Linked DNA regions of Ovis aries: region 2 is linked to region 1. The links are chromatin contacts, called in public Hi-C maps. All regions are on one chromosome and are shown on one strand. The core of a region is the stretch at or near the end of the contact, and the rest is flanking DNA. Distances in the headings are between cores, read along the strand shown. Region 1 overlaps MYO18A (myosin XVIIIA). Region 2 holds the start of NUFIP2 (nuclear FMR1 interacting protein 2).

The links. Hi-C and Micro-C count contacts between places; a contact is called where the count stands out from the background.
Region 2: a Hi-C map of liver shows a contact between it and region 1, with 5 times the contacts expected there. The contact joins the promoter of NUFIP2 here to the enhancer-like site in region 1. A contact is called at or near these places in 3 of 16 Hi-C or Micro-C datasets (hypothalamus, liver and skin fibroblasts).

What each region holds. Positions count from the first base shown.
Region 1 is chr11:20,445,716-20,451,362 of ARS-UI_Ramb_v3.0, forward strand. All of the region lies in intron 2 of MYO18A (myosin XVIIIA), which reads right to left. It overlaps LOC114116895 (a long non-coding RNA gene), which reads left to right. Exons shown (of 2, transcript XR_003590732.3): 2 at 1-3,595. Among named protein-coding and RNA genes, the nearest start is that of MYO18A, 32 kb to the right of the region's middle. Within about 2 kb of position 3,261, at least 39 of the 54 cell types and tissues checked have an H3K27ac peak or open chromatin away from gene starts, as enhancers often do. A contact at or near this core is called in hypothalamus and liver, where this site is marked.
Region 2 is chr11:20,564,340-20,569,596 of ARS-UI_Ramb_v3.0, forward strand. It overlaps NUFIP2 (nuclear FMR1 interacting protein 2), which reads right to left and starts at 1,565. Exons shown (of 5, transcript XR_009595516.1): 1 at 1,200-1,565.

The DNA.
Region 1 (5,647 bases), core at 2,011-4,510:
TACCTTCCCAACCCTCCCCATTTCTCCAAGTCCATTTCGAGTCCCACCTCCTTCATGAAGCCATTCCAAAACCCAAGGCCTGAGTGGTGTGGTAATGCAAAGACCGAATCTCAGCCTCTTTTTTTTTTTTTTGCAGTCTGACCTAAGGGGAAGTTACTTCTTAAACTTTCCACTTTTTTGCCTTATAGTATACTCATCTTCTTGGGTTGCTGTGAGAATTTTTAAAAGTAATATGTGGAAAGCACCTAGCATTAGGCCTAACAAATGGTTGATAGTGATTATCACTAAAAACTACAGCGTTCACTGTCTATACATAAATATTCATATCACCGCTCATGCATGGTGATTCTTGAATATACTTAGCACGGTGCTCCATCACATACATGGGAGTCACACACCATGGGGGGTTAGAGTTGCTAAAGTCAACATGTAAGACAAAAATAGAATATAGCCAAAATTACTCTTAAAAATCCCTTAACTTGCTCACAAAATAGATTACACATGCTTTTGTATAAACCATCCTTATATCTGAAAGCATAATGTACACAGTGAAGTAGACAAAATACAATGGTTACAGTTTCAGACTACAAGTAATATAGTTTCCTACACAACCACATACAGGTGTCCTCTGCTTTTTCAAAGTTTGCTTTATGCCACTTAGCTTTACAGAAGACCTACATTAGTACCTGCTTCCGACAAGCAAAAGAAATCTGAAGAGGTGGTTTGCTTTTACGGAAAAAAAAAAAATGCTAGAAAAGCAAAACCTGCATCCAGCATTTGTTTGGCAGCAAGCGTTTTAGAGGCAGCACACACCCTGGGCAACCCTGCCAAGCTCCTTCTCCAGGAACCACACTCAGCCTCTCAGCATCAAATCACCATAGCTTTGAACTGAATCTGTATCTGTGCCTTATGATTTTGTAATGCATCCATTAGCAAAATGTGCCCTTAGGTAATTGCTTCTTCACTTTACACCATTTCATCTTCCAAAAGGTTTCATAGGAAAGCTCTACTTTCGCACTGGTTGTGTGTGTGCGTGGTGGGAGTGGGGGGATAGTGAGCTGTATTTGAATTTATTGAATTTTAATGAGTGAATATACGCCATGACCAAACTGATGTTTTGATGGTAATACATTTGTGTGATATGTTTAAGCCTTCTTCTCTCCCTGGAGAACAAGAACATTTCCTACTTCCTTTAGAGACCATCCCCCCCTCTAGAACTAGGCACACACTAGGTGTTCAGTAAATACCCACTGGATTTAACCAACTGATCTGAAAGGTACTTGTGCAGCTTGTTTAGTTGCTAAGTCGTTTTTAACTCTTTTGCAACCTTATGGACTATAGCCCGCTAGGATCCTCTGTCCGTGGGATTTCCCAGGCAAGAATACTGGAGTGGGTTGCCATTTCCTTCTCCAGGGGATCTTCCCAGACTGGAGATTGAACCTGTATCTCCTGCACTGGCAGGTGGATTCCTTACCAGTGAGCCACCAGGGAAGCCTACATGTGCAATTAGCTGCGGATAAAAGAATGAGGAATATTCTTTTAATATTCAAAGGAATATTTAGATAGAGTAACAATTTCAACTACCCTGCTCTCCCACGTTGGTAGCATTGGATGAGTGAATGGTCCTTGGCTCTGTTTTGGGCACTGGGCCAGGCAAAGCGGCTGAGCAGAGCTAGAGCAAGCTAGGCAGGAGGTTCTGAGGAGTAAGTGGTTTACTTGTGAAACTAGTATTGATATGTAATACCTCAAGGTGAACACTGTGGGGAAGCACAATGCTTGTTTGGGGTTTTTTGGTTTTTTGTTTGTTTCATCCCCTAACCACGAGACTGTGAATTTCTTGAGGCTGGTTTAGAGGGAGATAGTTTGTAAAACATTGAGACTGAGGTTCTAGTTAACATATTAATGAAAGAATACTGCTCTGACCCCATTTGTCTTTGTTATTACCCTTTAATCAGAACTCAAAAAAAGAAAAAGGCTATAAGTACTGTCTCCATAAATGGATTCTAACTGTGTAGCATCCATTGTATTATTACTAATTTGCAATGTATAAAATGTCACTAATAGGACTCTTGGCCTGCCCCCCCCCCCCCCCCCCCCCCCCCGGCACTAGTGGTAAAGAACCCACCGCCAATGCAAGAGATGTAAAAGAGGTGGGTTTGGATCCCTGGGTCAGGAAGATCCCCTGGAGGAGGGTATGGCAACCCACTCCAGTATTCTTGCCTGGAGAATGCCATGGACAGAGGAGCCTCGTGGGCTACAGTCCATAGGATCGCAAAGAGTGGAACATGACTGAAGCGACCTAGCTTGCAATGTGAAAGTGAAAGTGAAAGTCGCTCAGTCCTGTCCGACTCTTTGTGACCCCATGGACTGTATAGTCCATGGAATTCTCTAGGCCATAATACTGGAGTGGGTAGCCTTTCCCTTCTCCAGAGGATCTTTCCAACCCAGGGATCGAACCCAGGTCGACCGCATTGCAGGCGGATTCTTGATCAGCTGAGCCACCAGGGAAGCCCAAGAATCCTGGAGTGGGTAGCCTATCCCTTCTCAGGGGATCTTCTCGACCCAGGAATTGAACCAGGGCCTCCTGTATTGCAGGCAGATTCTTTACCAACTGAGCTATGAGAGAAGCATGCAATAGAACTCTTTATTTAGGGAAGCTGGGGCAAGTCCTGTTTCCAGCACTCAGCTCTGATGGCTGGGGAGGGGCTGGAGCATTTATGCATTTATGGGTAGGAGACGCCTCATCACCAGACAAATGCATTCTCCAGGGTGATCAATTCAAGGTTTTCTCAGTACTTGTGACTTTCCTCTGCTGGGAAGGATTATCCTTTATCACCTGTGTGTGTGTATAACAAAAGTCTTCTCGCCTATGAAAAAACAGTGTAAAGGTGTTAGTAGTGACTGGTACCCTTTGAGATACTTAAGGTGTTTTTTCTTAAATTGTTGGGCATCAATAACCAGTGGACCCCAACAGACTTTCTTGAAGAAGCCTAGGGATGGGGAGGAGGGCTAGAGGAAACCTTCTGGGAGGGGAGGAGGGCTAGAAGAAACCTGCTGAGACCCAGGGTGCACACCCAAGGCTGGGCAGATAATCCTGCCTAGGAGGTGGCTAGGGGCCCAGCCAGCCTTGGCCCCGCCCCCAACCCCTGAGGCCTACGCTTCCTGGCCCCGCCCGCTCGCCGCCAGCGCTAGGGCGGGATCGGGAGGGAGGGGCCAGGTCGGCACATGCGCCTGGAATCCCGCGGTGCATCCGCCCTGTGTTGCTGCTAACGCCCGGCAGAGGGCGGTCGCCTCCCTCACAAGGGTCCGCCAGGGCCCAGGCAGTGGGATATCACCTCCTCGGGGTCGCCTTCCCGGCTCCGCCCCCAAGAGGCGCCCCCAGGAGAGGAGGCTGAAATGTCAAGATGGCCTCTGCCTTCACCCCATGGGTACTTCGAGAAGAGGCTAGGACGAGCTCCGCGCAGACTTTGTGCTCATCACTGCTCCATTCCCACAGCCCAAAGCAGTCCTCATGTATAGTAGGCATTCAAACGCTTACTGATGGAATAAAACGGATGAATGGATGACTTCATAAATAAACAGAAGACTCCAAGGACGCCTTGAGCCTGTGTAGTGGGGATAGTTCTGGGACAAGCAATCCAGAAGGGTCAGTGGGCTTGTCCCAGAGGTGGTCACTGAGGCTTGTGAAGTCGCTCCGTTGTGTCCCAACTCTTTGCGACCCCATGGACTGTAGCCCCCAGGCTCCTCTGTCCATGGGATTTTTTCCAGGCAAGAATACTGAGTGGGTGGCCATTTCCTTCTCCATGGGATCTTCCCGACCCAGGGATCGAACTTGGGTCTCCTGCAACATGGGCAGACTCTTTACCGTCTGAGCCACCAGGGAATCCCACTAAGGCTTAGAGCTCCCCAAGTCCCTGTATCTGCATACCCAAAGGTTTGCTCAGAGCCTGTGGACCCCATACCATCTCATGGGCACAGAGCCCAGGCGGGGAAGTCTGGGCTTGTCCTCTCTGACAAGAGCAGGAGTCCATTTCCCTGAAGTCAGGTTCTGGCTGCCGGCAGGGACCACCTGACTGGTGGCTCCATTTGGCCTGCTGCTCCCTGAGGACTCTCAGCTGCTGGGGATTTCCTCACGGCCCCTGGGGATTTCCAAACTGGCTCTGCTTGCCAAGCTCCCACAAGGTCCAAAGCCAAGGGCCAGCCTTGAGGATGATTTCCCAACATCCTCCACTCTCCTGCCCCAAATTCCACCAAGACTTGGGGCACTAGTAAATGAATGACACAATATTCCCATCCCTGCCCCCTCTGAGAGACCGGAGCCGATAGGCATAATGAAGAACTGTTCTTCTCTTTTTCATATAATAGACAACTCTTCTCTATGTCCACAGGAGAAAAAAAAGGAAACCCAGTTTAAGAGTCAGACACACCAGTTTAAATAAAATATCAGTGAGGTCTCCTGGGGTGTGAGCTGGAAGCCTGTGCTATTTATTCTCAAAGTTAGAGCCGTTCTTTCAGCTAAACCTCAGTGTCTTTCAAACACTGGACATTCAATAAATGTTTGAGGATCTGTGTGTTCACCTTTGGGGACCTCTGTTGGGCCTGTTTCTAGAATCCTTTGAAGTAAAAATAAAGCACAGATCCAAACTCCATAGAAGCAGGAAGGAAGATGCAAAAGCTTCTACTTTTCCTACCAACCCACACCTCCATGTTAAGAGCCCTGGCCAAATCCACTGGGGCATGTGAGTGCCTGTGTGTTACCAGGCTGGGCAGAAAACGTGCTTGGTGAGCTGGGGAAGCACTACCACAGTTGCGGTGGCACACGGCCAGGACCTGTTGGCCCTGGGGCAGCAGGATTCCTGAGCTGGTGAAGTGTAGAAATTGCCCAAGAGGACAAGCCTTCCTTCCTGGGAGGAAGGGAAAACATGTTCCCCCCTGCCAGACTCACCAGGGATGCTGCAAGAGGAGACAAGCTTCCAGACCACTCCATCATCTCTTCCCGAATGAGCTATCTAGAGCTGCCCTATTCAACATGGTAGCCATTAATTAAGTGTGGCTATTTAAACTGAAACAAAGGAATGCTCCTGATTAAATTAAAAATCAAATAAAGTTTAAAATTCAGTTCTTAGTCACACCGACCACATTTCAAGTAGGCAATAACTACGTGTGGCTAACAGCTACCAAGCTGGAAAGCAAAGATGACAGAACAGCTATCACTCTGCAGAACTTTCTACTGGGAAGGTCTGGTCCAGAGGATCCCTGTTCAGCTTGTCCTTGACAAAGTCTTTGTCGTCCCTGACAAAGACTCCTTCAGGCATTGTCCCTGACCCCCTGCTGTTCTCTCCCACCCCTGACCCAGAGTCAGCTTAAACTCCTGTCCCCATGTGCTTTGCCTTGGCCTCCAGGCTTCAAAGGGAAGTGGGGGAAGGGATGGTAGCCGCAATTGAACCCCCAGCCTGGGCGCAGAAGCCAAGGGGCTGAAAAGGCAAGGCTGAGTGGAAGCCAGCCCCCACCCCAAGGCATCCCAGGCCTGGGAGAAAGCCCCTCAGTGCCACACAATTGCTCCTTGTTTCTGCAGACTCTCTAGACCATGCATGGGTAAGACATCCGGAATGCCGTGGCCTGAGGGCTTCCCCACATCACCGGCTGC
Region 2 (5,257 bases), core at 315-2,814, 120 kb after region 1:
AAAATGTATCCCCCCCCCCGGCCCCCCCAGCCCTCCTGCCCAGAGGAGCGCCCGCGGCCGCCGCCCGCGGCCTCCTCCTCCCTCGCGTCAGCTTTGAGGCCGGCTCCCCGCCCCGACCGCCCGCGCCTCCCGCCGCACCCGGGAGCGGGAAACGCGGCCGCCGGCGCGCGGGGCCCGGCGCAGGCCGCTCCCCTCGTGGCCGCTTCCCTCCCCCACCCCAACCGCCCCCGCCCCTCACCCCAGGGACCCGCCCGGGGCCGCGCGGCCGCCGCCGGGTTACACAACCCGGCCGGCGACGGGGGGGAGGGGCGGCCGCGGGCCGGGGGCGCCGGCGCCCCCGCAGTGCGGGGGGCGGGCTGACGCGGGGGGATCCCGAGGCACCCGGCTCGGCCGCGCCGGGCGCCCCTCGACACCCTTCCCCCTCCGCGCTTCAGCGGGCCGGAGTCGGTGACAGGAATCGGCTTCCAACATGGCGGACAGGAAGCGGCCCCGCGAGGAGGAGAGAACATTCCAGCCGCGCCGGCTCTGGGGGGAGCGGGCCCGGGGCGCCGGCCTCGCAGTGAGCCGCAGGGACAAACCGAGAGGTCCGGTGCCCGAAAGGAGCGTCTCAGGGTGGAAATGACCCGAGAGAAGAGGGGTCCCAACCGCCCCCCCAGACGGGGAACCCCAAGGCCACAGGTGGGCTTGGGGTGGCGGGTGAGGGAGGACACTTCCTCAACTCTGCCCCACTACCCTCTCCCCGCCGCCTGCAAAAGGGTCTCGCGACGCCACCCGAGTCGGGATTCGCTAGGCCTTCCTGAGTTACACCCCGAAGCATTTCGGGGGGCTGGGTTCACCCCCAACTCAGGGCCCCCAAATTAGGGTCCCTCGTGGGCCTCAGGAAGGTAAACGAGAGAGGAATATAAAGGCTAGACTTCCAAGGCCGACCCTCCGGGTTTCCCTCCAGCCCGGGCGGGGGCCGGGAAGGTCACACTGGCCTGGTTGGGCCTCTCCCATGCTGAGGAGAAGAGGGCGCTGCAAACCGTGAGGCCCAGCCCGAGCTTTCGGAGAATGAAAGGGGGCTTCCCCACAGCCGCAGGACACCGGCACACAAGGCACACACACCCCGACCCCTTCCGCGCTTTTCCGATCCAGCCCCACCCCCATCTCCCGCACCCCCCACCCCATCCCCCTTCCCCCACTCGTCCTCCCTCCCGGACCTGTTTTCTTCTTCGGCGTTTCCTGGTGCTGCTGGAGGGCGTGTTTCTGCTCATGTTTCAGCGGCTTTGGCTGGGCCTTGGGGCTGCCCTCGGCTCCATGCTGCAGGTATTGGTGAGGCTGCTGGTGATGGTGGTGGTGATGGTGGTTGTGGCTGTGGTTGTAGAAATAATAATGGTGATGGTGGTGCGGCTGCTGCTGCTGCTGCTGGGGGTGATGGTGCGGATGGTGGTGGCTGTGATGGTGCTGAGACTGTGGCTGGCCGGGCTTCTCCTCCATTGAAAGCGGCTGGGACTCTCTGGCTGAGGCTGCGGGCTGCTGCACCGTCAGGATCTGAGACTGCTTCTCAGGGCTCACTCAGTATATCTGAGCGCGTCTCGCCAGCGCACTGGTTAACAGAGCGATTCTGCGAGATTGGCAGCCGCATCCCAGCAATCAGGAGCCACGCTGCGCCTCTGGCCCCGCCCCTAGCCCAAATCCTCTTTCCTTCCCCTTCGCCACAGCCTCCTGGCCAACGCCACTTACCCTATGCAACCTCACAGGGCCGGGCCTTCAACGTCAGCACTATGGCTCTCTCTTGTGTCGCTTTCTCTCCTTCACCGCGCAGTCTGCGAACAGCACTTTCTACACTCCTCGCCAGCAAGCTAGCTCATGTCGAGGGTAGCAGATTCCACTGGCGATTCCACTGGCTCTGGGAGCCATCTGTTGGTTTTGCAGCTCCTAGAATCTATTGGCTTTTTTTTTTTTTCTAAATCCTTTTCCGGGTAACCAGAGGGGAAGCTCAATTCCCTTAACCCTGAGACCACTAAAGGGGCAAATCAAAAAGAAGAAATAAATACATTTTTAAGAATACAAGAGCTTCACAATCCAGTAGATCATTTTGTATTCTGGATTCATTTTGCTTTGTATTCATATGCTAATCTCTTCCTTTCCACGAAGGGATTATAGGATTCCACAATGGGGTATCTGTGTAATTTTCTAAAAGGGCACAAAGGGTTTAAATCATTGTTTCTTTGTAGTTGGAGGCAAGGGAGAGCGGGAGGAATGAAAATCTAGAAATCTACACAGAGGCAGTTGTTTGGTTGTTTTTTTTTTAACTCTGCAGGTGAGGTCAACGGTGAATTCAAGAAAGGTTTTAGAATGCGAAGTTTCAAGAGAGAAAGGGAAAGAGTACTTTAGAAGTTAAGTTTAAAAAAATGTTTTGCATATATGGAAAATATTGAAATGTAAAGAAATACTCTATTGCGTTGTGTAACATTGGTTTAACTTATCCGGCATTATCACATTACAGCCTGATTTTTTAAAGTAAATGTTTAATCAAGAGAGTGGTTACTCAGGAAGGAGGAAAGGGTTGTGATGGGGGCAGGAGGGTGCACTCTGATAGTCTTTATTTCTTGACCTAGATAGTGATTACAGATATATTTGCTGTATAATCATTTCTTACTGAATATGTATGCATCAGTGTGAGTCCCTCAGTCATGTTGGACTGTTTATGGTCCATACCCCATGGACTCTAGCCCACCAGGCTCCTCTGTCCATGGAATTCTCCAGACAAGAATACGGGAATGGGTAGCTAAATTCCCTTCTCCAGGGTATCTTCCTGACCCAGGGTCTCCTGCATTACAGGCAAATTCTTTACGGTATGAGCCACCAGGGAAGCCCATGAATGTTACATTATACATTTTTTCTCAGTCTGTGTTATATTGGGGGCATTTTTTAAAATTTACCATAAAATACACAAGATTTACCATTTTACTCATTTTTCAGTATGCAGCCCAGTGTCGGTAAGGACACTCACATTTTATGCATCCATCACCACTGTCCATTTCCAGAACTTTTCATCATCATAAACTGAAACCCTATACACATTAAACAATAACTCTCCATTCCTTCCCCACCCCATGCCCTGATAACAATTCTTTTCTTTTCTTTTTCTATGATACTTCATATAAGTGGAATCATACAATATTTGTCCTTTTGTAAAGTTTGGCTTATTTCACTTAACATAATGTCTTCAAGGTTCATTTATGTTGTGGTGTGTATCAGAATTTCCTTCCTTTTTAACACTGAATAATATTCCATTGTATGCATATGCCACATTTTGTTTTTCCATTCATTCAGCAATGAACAGGTGGATTGCTTCCTCGGTGTATATCTTAACAATTTTTTAGATGTGGCTTGAATTCCTACAGCAGGATCATGTTAAAGGAGCAAAAAAGCTTAAAAGAAAAAAGTTGTACTTGCAATTAATGGGTATCAGCCCAAAAGAATAATTAAAAGATAAAACTCTTTTTCCAAGAGCAAATGTCACTGAATTCAGACAACCATGTCCAGATCTTGACTCGTTCTGTATAGTGAGGATTTGTGTTGCCTTGCTAAATTTTAAAGAAAGACCCCTTTGGGTAAAAGGGGTATATATTTACCCAATTTTGAGAGCTAAAATCCTAATAACATGTCGTGACAAATAAGTCCTTGCTGTTGAATAGTATTGTACCACTTTCCCATCTATTAAAGAAATAAAAGTATATATGGAATTTAGGATTATGTTGATAGGGCTTTATATTCTTTTGCTGATTTGGACATTCTGTTGAAAATCAAGAATCCTTGAGTCATAATTTCTCTTAATACATTTTCTGCATTATAGTTACAGGCAAACCAAGAACACTCTTTCTGAGCTTCTGGCTTTTCACATCTTTGGTCTGCCTTGGTGTCTTCACACACATTTATATGAAGTTTAGGAAACTAAGCCTTGCTCTCATATGCTCTAGTTACTATGAATGTTGCTGTAGTTGTATGCAATAGTATGGAGAAAGACGTGATATAATGTAAAAAAAAAATGCAGAGTACTAAATTCTATGTACAGTAAGATCATAACCTTAAAAACCATGAATCTTTGTTTACTTTGGCCACACTGCACAGCTCATAGGAATTAAGTATGGAACAACAACAGAATGTGTAACTTTTCTTCCTGCTGATTTTTCTGAAATAGTTTTGTATAAAACATATTTTAAGATTTGCCATGTATTTGAAAAAAATAATGCCATAATACCAAACTTCCTTGAAAAGAGAATAATTGGGTCTACTTCAGTTCAGTTCAGTTGATCAGTCGTCTCCAACTCTTTGCGACCCCATGAACTGCAGCACGCTAGGCCTCCCTGTCCGTCACCAACTCCTGGAGTCCACCCAACCTCATGTCCATTGAGTTGGTGATGCCATCCAACCATCTCATCCTCTGTTGTCCCCTTCTCCTCCTGCCCTCAATCTTTCCCAGCATCAGGGTCTTTTCAAATGAGTCAGCTCTTCGCATCAGGTGGCCAAAGTATTGGAGTTTCCGCTTCAACATCAGTCCTTCCAGTGAATACCCAGGACTGTTCTCCTTACTTCAAGCATATTTTTATATTTTAAATAAAATCTGCATCAAGGAAAAAAAACATTAAGGAAATGTAGTATAAGTCTGAAGCAATTATGGGTGCTATTTTTTTTCTTGTATTTTCCAAATGTGCTGTTATATAGTCACTACTTTTCATAATAACATTATTTTTAAAAATTAAAATAAGGGACTTTCCTTATTTGATTCCTGGTCAGGGAACTGAGATCCCACATGCTACATGCTGAGGCCAAAAAAGTAATTAAAATAATAAAAAATTGAATCTACACAATCTTCAAAATTCATTTTATACCATATTTTACCTACAGTCAATGTAGGAAGTTGTAATGGAGAAACAGGCGGTTCCTATATAAGTTAGGCTAATGTTTTAAATATCACCATATTCATAACACCTATGGAGCATTTATGATGTGTCAGGAACTGAACTATTTTATCTTTGTTTTCATGTGCAATTCCTTGAGGTAGATATTAAGCCCATTTTTACAGATGAGGCATACGAGACCTGAAGAAGTTAAAAGAGACTTGCTTATAATTTAAAAGCCACCAAGTTTATGTTGGAGCCTGAAGCAGATTCCAGGTCAGATGGATAGAAAGAATTTTTAACACTATCAAGTGTGGTATACATTTCTAAAATTGTAGTAACCTCTGAAAAACATTCAAGCTATATCATAA